Linked DNA regions of Sus scrofa: regions 1 and 2 are each linked to region 3. The links are chromatin contacts, called in public Hi-C maps. All regions are on one chromosome and are shown on one strand. Each heading gives the region's core, a stretch centred on a gene start, on an enhancer-like site or on the middle of the called end of the contact. The rest is flanking DNA. Distances are from core to core; before and after follow the strand shown. Region 1 has its middle 110 kb from the start of RASGEF1B. Region 2 has its middle 75 kb from the start of RASGEF1B. Region 3 holds the start of RASGEF1B (RasGEF domain family member 1B).

The links. Hi-C and Micro-C count contacts between places; a contact is called where the count stands out from the background.
Region 1: a contact with region 3 is called in a Hi-C map of liver, with 5 times the contacts expected there. The contact joins the enhancer-like site here to the promoter of RASGEF1B in region 3. A contact is called at or near these places in 6 of 47 Hi-C or Micro-C datasets (embryonic fibroblasts, liver and retroperitoneal adipose tissue) and 1 of 2 datasets of contacts at active chromatin or transcription factors (alveolar macrophages).
Region 2: a contact with region 3 is called in a Hi-C map of liver, with 12 times the contacts expected there. The contact joins the enhancer-like site here to the promoter of RASGEF1B in region 3. A contact is called at or near these places in 1 of 5 promoter capture datasets (liver), 13 of 47 Hi-C or Micro-C datasets (alveolar macrophages, epiblast stem cells, fetal liver and 7 more) and 2 of 2 datasets of contacts at active chromatin or transcription factors (alveolar macrophages and skeletal muscle).

The regions. Positions count from the first base shown.
Region 1 is chr8:136,440,231-136,443,909 of Sscrofa11.1, forward strand. It overlaps a transcript of RASGEF1B not described here. Among named protein-coding and RNA genes, the nearest start is that of RASGEF1B, 110 kb to the right of the region's middle. Within about 2 kb of position 1,616, at least 3 of the 83 cell types and tissues checked have an H3K27ac peak or open chromatin away from gene starts, as enhancers often do. A contact at or near this core is called in liver and retroperitoneal adipose tissue, where this site is marked.
Region 2 is chr8:136,479,574-136,483,218 of Sscrofa11.1, forward strand. It overlaps a transcript of RASGEF1B not described here. Among named protein-coding and RNA genes, the nearest start is that of RASGEF1B, 75 kb to the right of the region's middle. Within about 2 kb of position 1,703, at least 49 of the 83 cell types and tissues checked have an H3K27ac peak or open chromatin away from gene starts, as enhancers often do. A contact at or near this core is called in alveolar macrophages, fetal liver, liver and 4 more, where this site is marked.
Region 3 is chr8:136,554,452-136,558,246 of Sscrofa11.1, forward strand. RASGEF1B (RasGEF domain family member 1B) reads left to right here and starts at 1,764. Exons shown (of 14, transcript NM_001195367.1): 1 at 1,764-1,900.

The DNA of each region.
Region 1 (3,679 bases), core at 366-2,865, 110 kb before region 3:
TCCAGACTATGGGAAGAAGTCAGGTTTCAGTGGCTTCTCCTGGGGGGAAACTGCAGGGGGCCTCCTCCCCAAGAATTAGGCTTTGCCTTTCCAGGCCACATAGCTCCAGTTAGCCTCAAAATACCCTGTGAGATGTGTGTAAATAACACAAACCACATTTACAGGCAGGGCCACCCAGGCCGAAAGTACAAGTCGTTTGCCCAGACTGGGATAATTAGGAACGGCAGGGGTAGAAATTCCAGCGGCTCATTCTCCATTCCTTCACGGAGAACCCCGAGAAGTCCTCCTTCCGCTCCAGAAACATGGCCAACGAATGGACCGCGGGAGATGGGGACGAGTCAGGGCTTGCTGATTCATTTTTAAAGGTCATCTTTATTTTATGAGGTTATTGGTACCTACAGTTACGATTTTTTTCAGTAACAAGTCTCTTGATGTTTCCTCTAATGAGACTGAAAACAGATTGAAAATTGTGCATAGTGAGACTGAGAGCTGGGGGTTGGAGAGGGCTGGGTCTGACGAGGTGTTTCTCCATAGAGAACAGATTCAGCTGACAAAAGCGATGCGTCCTCAATGGAAAGCACCTCCTTCCATGTCTTGGTCTGTTCAGGCTGCTGTAACAAAATGCCGCAGACTAGGGGGCTTCTAAGCTGGAGGCACTGATTTCTCGCAGTTCCGGAGGCTGGGAGTCTGAGGTCAGGGTGTCGGCTTCTTCCCAGCCATGGACCTCTCCTCGAATCCTCCCAGGGAAAGGGGCCAGAGAGCTCCCTGGAGCCTCTTTTTCAGGGATACCATCCCACCCCCTCCCAAATCACTTCCTCAAGGCTCCGCCTCCTAATCCCATCACCTTGGGGATGAGGAGTTTAACATACGAATCTCAGGGGGAGACAAACTTTCAGAGCAGAGCCACACAAGGACCCGGGTTAGACAGTGAAGGGTACAGAGATGTGAAGGTTTGAGTGGCGTCTTCAGGAGCTTACCTTCCCAGCAGCGAGTTGTAAGCACTCTAATGATACTGCATGCAGTCGGGAGAGATTTGGCCTGACTCTGTAGCCAGAAGGAGAAGAATACAGCAAAGTATTTCTTGGGGAATCTGAACGGGGCTTTTTAGGACAGGTAGGGAATCATAGATATTGAGGAAAGATCTTTTAGAAACCAGGAACAGTGTAAAAAGGCATAGGTTGGAGTCTGGAAGAAAAATACATTTGGCCAAATGCCGCTTGAGGTTTAGGTTAAATCGTGGAACAGAGTTGGAACTAGGGCAAAAAAGTGAAAAAAAGCCATGTTTTGAGGTGTTCTGAAAAGGAGGTGGAGAACTTCAGACATTACCCCATGTAGAATCAAAGATTTGAAAATCAGAAGTTTACCTGTGGTCGGTATGTTTATGCAATGAGGCGAGATATTAGTAAAGTTATTTTAAAAAAACAAACAAAACAGATTCACACAGTCTAATCTATGTTCTAGAAAGATACCTTAACAGATTCGGCTGGAAATATTCTGCACTTATGTCAACATTCCTTCAAAATGTCATCAATGGTTTTGAAATACACCCCTGTACAAGGTTAAATGAGTTTGCACAGACTGCAAACTGAGGATGCCCAAGCAAAAATGCTGACTCAGGCATTTCAAGCGACAAGCATTAACTTCAAGTGCTGGAGGCACTACTGTTAGAGGCAGGGAAATGGCTTCCTGCCCCAGGAAACCCAGCCAAGTCCCTGAAATCACTCTCTCTCCTTTCCTCTCTTATAGGAACAGCAATGGAAAGCTTCCATGTACGGCAGCATGACTCCAAACTCCTTTACAAGCCCTCTGATTGAGAAGCCAGTTGGTAAAGTAAGACTAGCTTGTTTCTTGTTGACCGGTATGGTTTGCGTCTGCGAGCTGTTCTTTCTGTCTTGAGCTATTTGTGCGACATAGTGAAGTGGATCTCATAAAATCCAAACTGGGAACTCTTTGGTTGGCCCTTGTGGCATTTGCCCCGAGCAAAATGTTGAGCTGAGTGGTCTTAATCTGAGATGCTCTTGCCTCCCCTTCTGGCTCCACGTGCCTCTGGATGGCATCCTCCCCAGCTCCCTTCAATACCCTGCTCTCCCAGCTCTTTGACTCACCTCCCCTGCCTATCGGAACTTGTTGGAGGGGAAGAGGTGGCTTTTAGTCATTTACATTGTAGCGGACGGAAAAACAAATTCCTCTTCTCTCTTAGGCCGCAAATTGAACTGAAACCAAACAAACCAAAAAAGACTAACAGGAGAAAAGGTGTAGGACTACAAATAAGGACATCTTCCTAAAAAAGAAGAAATTGTATTTGGAGTTTATAGACCGTTTTAACCAAGAGTGATTCACTGTGGAAAGTGTTAAGAGAAAGGAAAAGGACCGGGGGCTTCTCTGGGCGGTGAATCGTAAGCTGGTCAATATAGGGGGGAAGTAGTGGAAGTTCGAGGGTTACTGAGGAAGGTTTGTCATATGCACACTCAGGTTGGCGCCTTTTCTACTGATCATCTCCGGGATTAAATGCCATCTTCTTCCTGGTACGGGAAAGAAAAACACCTTTCCAAATGTGTGCTTCCTTTACAAAGGAAAATTTTTGTTCTCCTTTTAAACAGAAAGGGAGAGGGCAGAGGGCTTTTCCCACATGTGCTGTTTCTCGGTTGCCTTTGGCTCAAGATAATCCTTATACCGAAGCGGCGTGTTTTGGGATGGCGTTTTCTGATGCGCTTAAACATCTCAGCCTGAAATCCAGCCACCATACTACCTCTTTCAAACCTACCTGTTGTTTAAACTATCTTATGGAACCCAAGACCTTCCCTCTAGAAGTGAAATTACAGGTATTTGCCTGAACTGCTATCAGTCCCTTCAGGGAGGGTAGAGCTGGACAGTTGAGAGTATGGGCTCAGAGTTCTTGTTGTGGCTCAGCATTTATGAACCTCACTAATATCCGTGAGGGTGTGGGTTTGATCCCTGGCCTTGCTCAGTGGGTTAAGGATCCGGCGTTGCCTGTGAGCTGTGGCATATGTCAAAGACATGGTTCATAACCAGTGTTGCTGTGGCTGTGGTGTAGGCTGGCGGCTGCAGCTCTGATTCGACCCCTAGCCTGGGAACTTCCATATGCCCTGGGTGTGGCCCTTAAAAAAAAAGGGGGGGGGGAGTTCCCGTCATGGCGCAGTGGTTAACGAATCCAACTAGGAACCATGAGGTTTCGGGTTCGGTCCCTGGCCTTGCTCAGTGGGTTAACGATCCGGCGGTGCCGTGAGCTGTGGTGTAGGTTGCAGACGCGGCTCGGATCCCGCGTTGCTGTGGCTCTGGTGTAGGCCGGTGGCTACAGCTCCGATTGGACCCCTAGCCTGGGAACCTCCATATGCCGCAGGAGTGGCCCAAGAAATAGCAAAAAAGACCAAAAAAAAAAAAAAGGGAAAAAAGATGAGAGAGGGAGCAGTTTACCTAGGGTACCAGCCACCTTCCGGTCCTTTGCGACAGGATGCATCTTGGGACCACACGCAATCCAATGACTGGCATGAAACACAGTCACTATCCGGACGAGTCAAAAACAACAAAGTTCTTTCAATCGGCCTTTTCTTTCCAACTTATAGGTCTATGTGGGCAGAACTGGAGTGTTTGCGGTTTTCAAAAGGAAGTGAATCTATTTTCCTAGCAATTCCTGGTAGCTTTGTCTTGGCAGCAAGTC
Region 2 (3,645 bases), core at 453-2,952, 75 kb before region 3:
GTGGAAGAGAATGAAACAGATGTGTGAGTGCTTATTGGAATTCACTCCATTATATATGATTAAGAGGATGAAGTGAGGTGTGGTAGCATATGAACAGAATTCTTCCATTTGTATAAAAATGGGGGAGTAAAGATGTATAAGAATATAGTTGTATATACACACATAGACACATTATTATTTACGAATGGAGATTTCTTTTTTTTTGTTTTTTTTTTTGTTTTTTTGTCTTTTTGCTATTTCTTTGGGCCGCTCCCGCGGCATATGGAGGTTCCCAGGCTAGGGGTCCAATCGGAGCTGTAGCCACCGGCCTACGCCAGAGCCGCAGCAACGCGGGATCCGAGCCGCGTCTGCAACCTACACCACAGCTCACGGCAACGCCGGATCCTTAACCCACTGAGCAAGGGTAGGGACCGAACCCGCAACCTCATGGTTCCTAGTCGGATTCGTTAACCACTGAGCCACGACGGGAACTCCGGAGAGTTCTTGTGTATCCTAAACTGTGGTTGCGTCCTGAACAATGACCTGGCCTTCAAGTAGATGGGAAAATAACTTTCATGGTATATCCTTTTGTGTTTAAATTTTTTTTCTAAAAATGGATGCATTCAGCTGAGGAAGCTGTTTAATGATTTTAAAAAACAAAACTTATACAAAGAAGTAATAAATTATCCAACATTAGACGAAATTACTGAATGGCACAGAATTGGTAAGAGCCCTGGGCATATTAACATGGAGTTGGCCCACTCTGGTTCTTCCGTTAAAAGAAATGTCTCCTTTTGAGTTCACAATTTCAAATTTTAACTTCCACCACAGCAAATAAGTACTTTGTGTCCTGCTTCTTATCTTTCTGCAAATATTTATTTTTCATTAATGTGAAGCAATTCTACTAGCAGTGCTTATTTTTGTTAAAGTGGAATGGCAAAATTTCACGGGCAGGAAATGTCCTTTTTTCTCACTGGGTTCAGTTTATTGGAAGAGGGGAAGAAAGACAAATAGGACATGGAGGACAGAAAAGATAAAGGAAGTGAGCCAAAAATAATAAGAGAAAGAATTAAGATGAAGAAGGGGAATGGATGACAGTGGGAGGGAACCAGGCAGAGAAAGTGACCGGGAAAGAGTCAAGAAGAGCATGGAGAGAAACCAGGAGAGGAGGAGGCGGAATTAGGAATTAGAACAAGGTCAGAGAGCAAGCGCTTAGAGATAAGAGGACACGGGAATGGAAAACAGAAATCCAAACAAGGGGAGCTGAGTTGAAAACAAAAAGCAGTTGATGGAAGCGCATCAGCGTCCTCCACACTAGCTAAGTGTCGCTGACTTTGGCTCCAAGAGAAATGAGAGTGAAAATCACGAGACAGAAATTCAGTGGAAAGTGAGCAATTGAGTGGGACGTGACACTGGATGGAAGAGGATCTAGAGGATTTTGATTTAGCTGAGACTCTTTTTAAAGATGTAAATTCTGTGGAGAGAGCTTCCAGGTGCTAATGGTGGGTCCCCTGGGCTTTCTGTGTTCCATCTGGAAGGCCGAAAGCCTAGGGAAGCCGAAGTGGGCTGTGACGGGAGGGCCAAAGGCAGAGACTGGAAAGAGACGTCCGTGACCCCTTATCCTGGGAGGAGGAGGGAGGGAACCCTCTCCGCTGGTCCTGCAGCTGGAGCCTGTCTCTGCCTCTGCCTCTGAGGATCAGCCCAGTCACGCTGACCAGACTGTTCTGACTAACAGCCTTCCACCCACCAGCCTTGGGCTGCAGCCAAGGGCTGTGCAGGGCGGGGACGAAGCCAAGCAACCTTTAGACTAGATTATTAGGGAAATGGAAATTTTGAGAGAAATGGGGAAAGAGGGGATTAATATGAGCAAAAGCGAAACTTTCGCAGTAGAAACTCTTGAGCACGTGAACTGGAGAATGAAAGTAGGAAGAGGAGCATGTGATCAAACAGACAAGTGTCGCCCAAGCCCTTTACACCCGACTAGATGCTTACTTAAGGGTGTGCTTGTTCTTCCTTTTAAGGAATATCCTCTCTTCTGCGACGATAGAGAACTGGGGGCTTCTGGGTCAGCACTGTGTCAGTGTTGTTATCATCTCCCACATCCTAGATCCACCGACTTCATCTTTTAAAGGCTGAGGTCTTGCAACCAGAGTGAGTCTAACTACCATCTGCTCTTTGCAAGCAGCTAGTTGGGTCAAGGCACCAAAGATCTAGCCACACAAGAATAATCCACTGAGTTGCTGGTCTTAAGACCACAGTGGACTGGGATGCACATCCATTGAAAGCAAGGATGGGACAATTTAGTCATATTCTTGTCTTTACCTGCAGTTACCTTTTGTCTGTACGGTATTTTGTCTACAGAAGAACTGTCAACGTAATTATCTTAATACTCGGCTAACACTGACCCAGAAGAAAGTGTTCTCAAGTGATGAGAAAAGTGAGCAAAAGGTTAAATGATTACGATAAAAATAAATTATCCTGAAGCATCTGGGGATGAGTCATTCAATGTAGTCGACAGTTTATCTCTTGAAGCACAAGGATATTTTTTACCGTAATTGTTTTATGTGGAAGTCATATTAAATAATGCAGTTCATTCTCTTTATTGAAGAGTGTATTCTGATGATATCTTTGCTTCCCTCTATTGCTCAGTGCTAATGATGGTTAAAATTATTTTCTCCTACAATTATGCAGTGATGACTGGGTCCCTCAGGAGGACGTTAACATGTTTGCCTCTCTGCTCAATCTCTGGGTCAACTGGACATTTAAAGGTTTTTCTCTTGAATTTTCTTCTTATGGCTTTCTGTTGCTCGCTTTGTTGCCAGCTGTCAGAAGCTGTTCCACCTGCTTCCCTCTTGAGACCGGTCTCTAATCCACTGAGGGCTTGCAAGTCAAATCGCTGTGTGTGTGTGTGTGTGTGTGTGTGTGTCTGTGTGTCTGTGTGTGTGTGTGTACAGAAGTTATCGATAAGACACCAGGAGATAGCTGCGAATCGGGACGGGAGCAGAACACCTGAACTTGTGTGTGCGGGATTCGTCGCTCTGTCAGTTTTAGTGTGTGACCTCTGTGATACCCTTTAGCTGCTCATGGTTGCTTTTGTTTTATTTTATAGTCTCCTGCTGTTAACAGAGACCGCCAGGTGAGCTCAGGACTAACAAAGTCCTCTGAATATAAATGGAGGGCGTCTCAGCCAATTGTTAGAACTCTCAGGAACACAAACCTGACAGTGAAAATAGTATTTGTGGAAGAGGACGGCAGATTGTACTTCTCCCCACCGCCAAACAAGACATGTTTATTACTCTCAAAACTCAATTACACAATTTCAAAAATTAAAAAAAGGGAAAAACAAGTATCTCAAAAATACTCTCAAAGGCATCCACTGTTAAAATCTTTCGGAAAGCACCGTTTAAATAACTGCTGGTTTTCTTTTACATAGGAATAATATGACAGAGGAGTCACATAATTCTAGTCATTTTGTGCATACAATTTGTAGCCTATCTAGTATATCACAAGTATTTTTGCCTTACTGCACACTCTCTATGAAGAGTTCGATTACTGCGTAATATGTTGAATGGATGTGCTTTAATGTGCGTATTTAGTTGTCCTGGTGTACTTATATTTTTCCACTTATTTATTTTGGCATTTTGAAAATAATTGTCCCTTTATCAG
Region 3 (3,795 bases), core at 514-3,013:
CTCCTGCAGTATTATCTCATACAGGGAACTGGAGGGGGTCTTGGGGATCAGCCAGAATGGGGAGCAGGGGTGTGGTTTGGTAAAGTGTTGAATCAGTGGTATCATAGTATCCTCTTTATATTTTTGAGGAATTAAAATAAGCATCTTTTGTTTTAGTAGGGGTAAAATACTGTAGAATGTAATGCTGGCAAAATCTTCTGGGCTGATGGGTGTATCCAGAAGTTACAAAGGGCATGTCAAATATTTCCATTAAGAAATCGTGATTTAGTCCGACTCCTTTAATTTATTGCTACAGGTCATAAATGACTTGCCCAACCTCATGTGGCTTCCTTGTTGCAGAACCACGATGGAAAACTGAGCTTGAAAGACTAACCAACCAGCACAACCACACCAGCTGAGCAGGGCCACCCAAGCCTCGGTGCTTTGTATTGAATAGCTGGCCAGGACAGGCTCTCCTTTTACAAACGGCAGAGAAGCTCAGGTAGATGGGAGTGGATGACTGAGTCAGGGGAGACCCGTTTGCAGAAGAGAAGGAGGGAGTATAATCAGAGAAAAAGAAGTGAGAGGGGGTGTGCCTGTGCAGAAAGGGAGGGGCGGAATCAGAATAGGCGCGGTGAACCTCGAGGTGGCTGCTACCATCCCAGAAAGGAGGCGGGAGGGAGGGAAGATGGAGCGGGACAAAAAGGGGGCCTCTATCACAGCCATCCTAATGGAAGGCCTTCCTATAGGACAGGTGTGAATAGTGTTGTTTTACACATGGGAAAACTGAAACGCAGAAAAGCGGCTTTACTTATCCAAGGTCACGTAGCGGGCAACTGTCTCCTGATGTTTAGTTTGTATTCTTTCCCTGCATCTCTTCCTTCCCTTGTTTGCTTCCATCGTTTCTTTTCTCCAGCCTTTTTTTTTTTTTTTTTTTTTTTTTTTTTTTTTTTTTTGTATTCGTACAAGGTGAAGTACTGGAGTTTCTATCTTTTTTCTAAAACAGTTATCAAGTATCCAATTCTAGAGTATATGGTTACCATGACAGCGCAGCCTTTAGGGAGGCCGGACCTCCCGCTTTGCCTCCAGAATCGTATTTCACAGCACAGGTTCCCTCTTCTTCTTCCTTTTTTTTTTTTTTTTGGTGGAACTTTTAACAGCCGCAGTTTGACATTTTGTTTAGGTGACCGTTCGCTTAACGCTTGTCCTCCTCTAGACTGCACGCTTCCTAATGGCAGGATCCAGCCTCCTTTTGCCCGGAGTGTGCCCCCAGCGTTTGTCACAATGCCTAGCACGCAGGCTTTCTGTAAACATTTGCTGGGCCAGTGTTCTTGTGGTTTCTCTCAGCTCTCCTCTGAAAATTCCACGGACAGTAACCTCTAGCTCATAATTATGTTAATAGATACTGTATAACAAGTCGGGCCGGTATGTACAGGTAGCACACAGGTAAATGAACACACACGGGTACACACATGACTGCACAAACAGCCTCCAGCACATGCGCTCAGGAGGAGACGCACGCGGGCTCAGCGAGCCGAACCCGCGCTGGTAAACACCGCTGCGCCCGGCTCCGCGGGCCTCCGCAGCGTAGGAGGGCACCCGGGCAACCGCGCCTCCAGAGTCGGGGCCCCCGGGACCCGTGGGCTGGTGCCCGGCGCCGGGGGCGGTGGCGGAGTGGGCGGTGAGCTGCGCCGTGATTGGCCGTGCGGCCGCTCGGGCGGGGCCGGCGGCGGGGGCGGGCGCTCGGGCGGAGGGGTGTGCGCGGCGGCGGCGGCCGGAGTTTCAGTATAAACAAGGCATCCGACTGGTTGGGCGGATTTTTCTTTTCCTTCTTCCCGCGCGCTTTCGCTCCCAGTCCTTTGGTTGCGTTGTGGGCGCGCGGCACACAGCCGGGAGGCCGAGGACCCGGGGCCGTCTGCAGGTGGGTTGTTCTCTGGTCAACAATTCTCCCGGGAGAAACGGGAGCCCGGCGGCGGGAACGCGCGACCCCGCCGCGCGCTGCGCTCTCCCAGGCGTCCCCGGAGCTGCGCGCGGAGCCGCCCGGCTCTCTCCCTGCGCCCCGGCTGCCGGTGCGCCGGGAGGCGGCGGGAGAGCCCGGGCCAGTGGGCGCTGCCGGCTCAAAGCGCCTGCTAAAGCCGGAGACCGGGAGAGTCCCCTTGCCTGGCCGCCGAGGATGTCTGGGGCCGCCCCGGCAGCGGCCTGGGTGCCAACAGGTGCGGGACCCAGCCGTTGGGTCGCGGGCGGGGACAGGCTTGGGATGTGCCTCGCTTCTCGCCCTGATCCCGAAGCCAAGCCTCTGTTTCGAGATCTTGCCACGATTTTCGAGGATTTGTCTGAGTTGTAGTTGCGTTCATCCTTTTTTCATCCTGTCTCCCCTTCCTTGTGCACTGCGAGGCTGTTTCCTTCTGCTGCTTGGCCAGTTTTCGTGTGCGGGTGGGTGGGTGGAGGGAACTGTTTATTTTTGGTGTCGGAGCCTTAGGATCTTAAGGTCTGCTTCTTTGGGCGGAGACAGGGGAACAGAAGTCATTTACTTGCCCCTGACGAGGTGATATTCCTTCAGCGGACAAACTTGGGGCACAACGTGTCGCCTTTCTCTTGCCTGAGCTCAGGTTTGTCGCCTCGGATCACCTGGTCGGGCTTTAATAAAGTGAACAGGAGCTACCTGGGAGCCTCGCGGGCTGCCCGCAGGAGAGAGGCTCCTCCTTCTGGGGAAACGGTGGCAAGAACTTCAGGGCTGTGCGAGAGAAATGGGAGGGACAGGAGGCCTGTACGTGCGTCTGTCTGTCTGCGTACGGCTGTTGTGCGCATTCCTACTTCACCCCAACCCGGTCCGCGCAGTTCAGGCGAGAGCACCGCAGCTAATGAGCCCTCTGACAGCGCCGAGGGTGGCACAAGCGTCGTAAACAGCAGGAGGGTCTCTGGGCAGCGACCCTGTCTAAGGACTGTGGACGCGTCTGTCTGCGCGGATGAATCCGGTGGGTATGGTGTGTGCAGATGCATATGCACACGAGTGTGTCTATGTGTGTTTGGGCGAACGCGTCTCCAAGGAGTCCTTCGTCAGCAGCGCCATGTGACGCCGGTCAGGCACTGCTTGTGTGCGTAGATCTATATTTAGCCCCGGATGATCTTTCTCGGCCGTGGGAGGTCTCTGAACCGAGTGCAGAAAGAGGAAGAGTTCAGGGACCAGGGTTTTGCGCTCCTGAATAATGTCTGGAACAGTCAGACTCAGATGGGGTGAATAATTCTTCTTTCCTCTCAAAGCAGGAGCGGGAGCTGGGCATGTGATGGCTGGACCTTAATTTGAAACATAGGCGGTGGTGAGAAACCTGTGCCTGTGCGAAGAACCAGGGAGGTGGCAGTTAACCGGAGTGGGCGCCTGATTGGAGATTTGGGTAGAAAACACCTAGTCAGGGAGGTTCAGAGCAAATCTTAAAGTGGCGTCTAAAAGGAAATAAAAATAGAAATGCTTGGCTGTTGAGATTTTCCTAACAGATCAAGAGCGTGGCAGCGTGGCAGGTCCCCTCGTTAATGGTTATTTTGTTTCCGGCGTGGCAGTGGCTGACCCAAGGAGGACCTTGGGCACTTTTGACAGAAGTTGGGCTTCACCCGTCCTAAGCCTCTGTTCCGCCTTTCAAGCAGATTTTCTGACCAAGTGGAGACCATCAGCTGCAGATCAGCAAGTTGGTCCCGCCTTTGTTTTCCTGGAGATGGCAGCATTTCTGGCTCCTGAGCCTCCTACTCACTTTCCAGTGATCTAATGAAGTGTTGGGTTCTTAGAATTTATTTCTCCCCTGGTGCATTTTCAGTCTTGCTGCA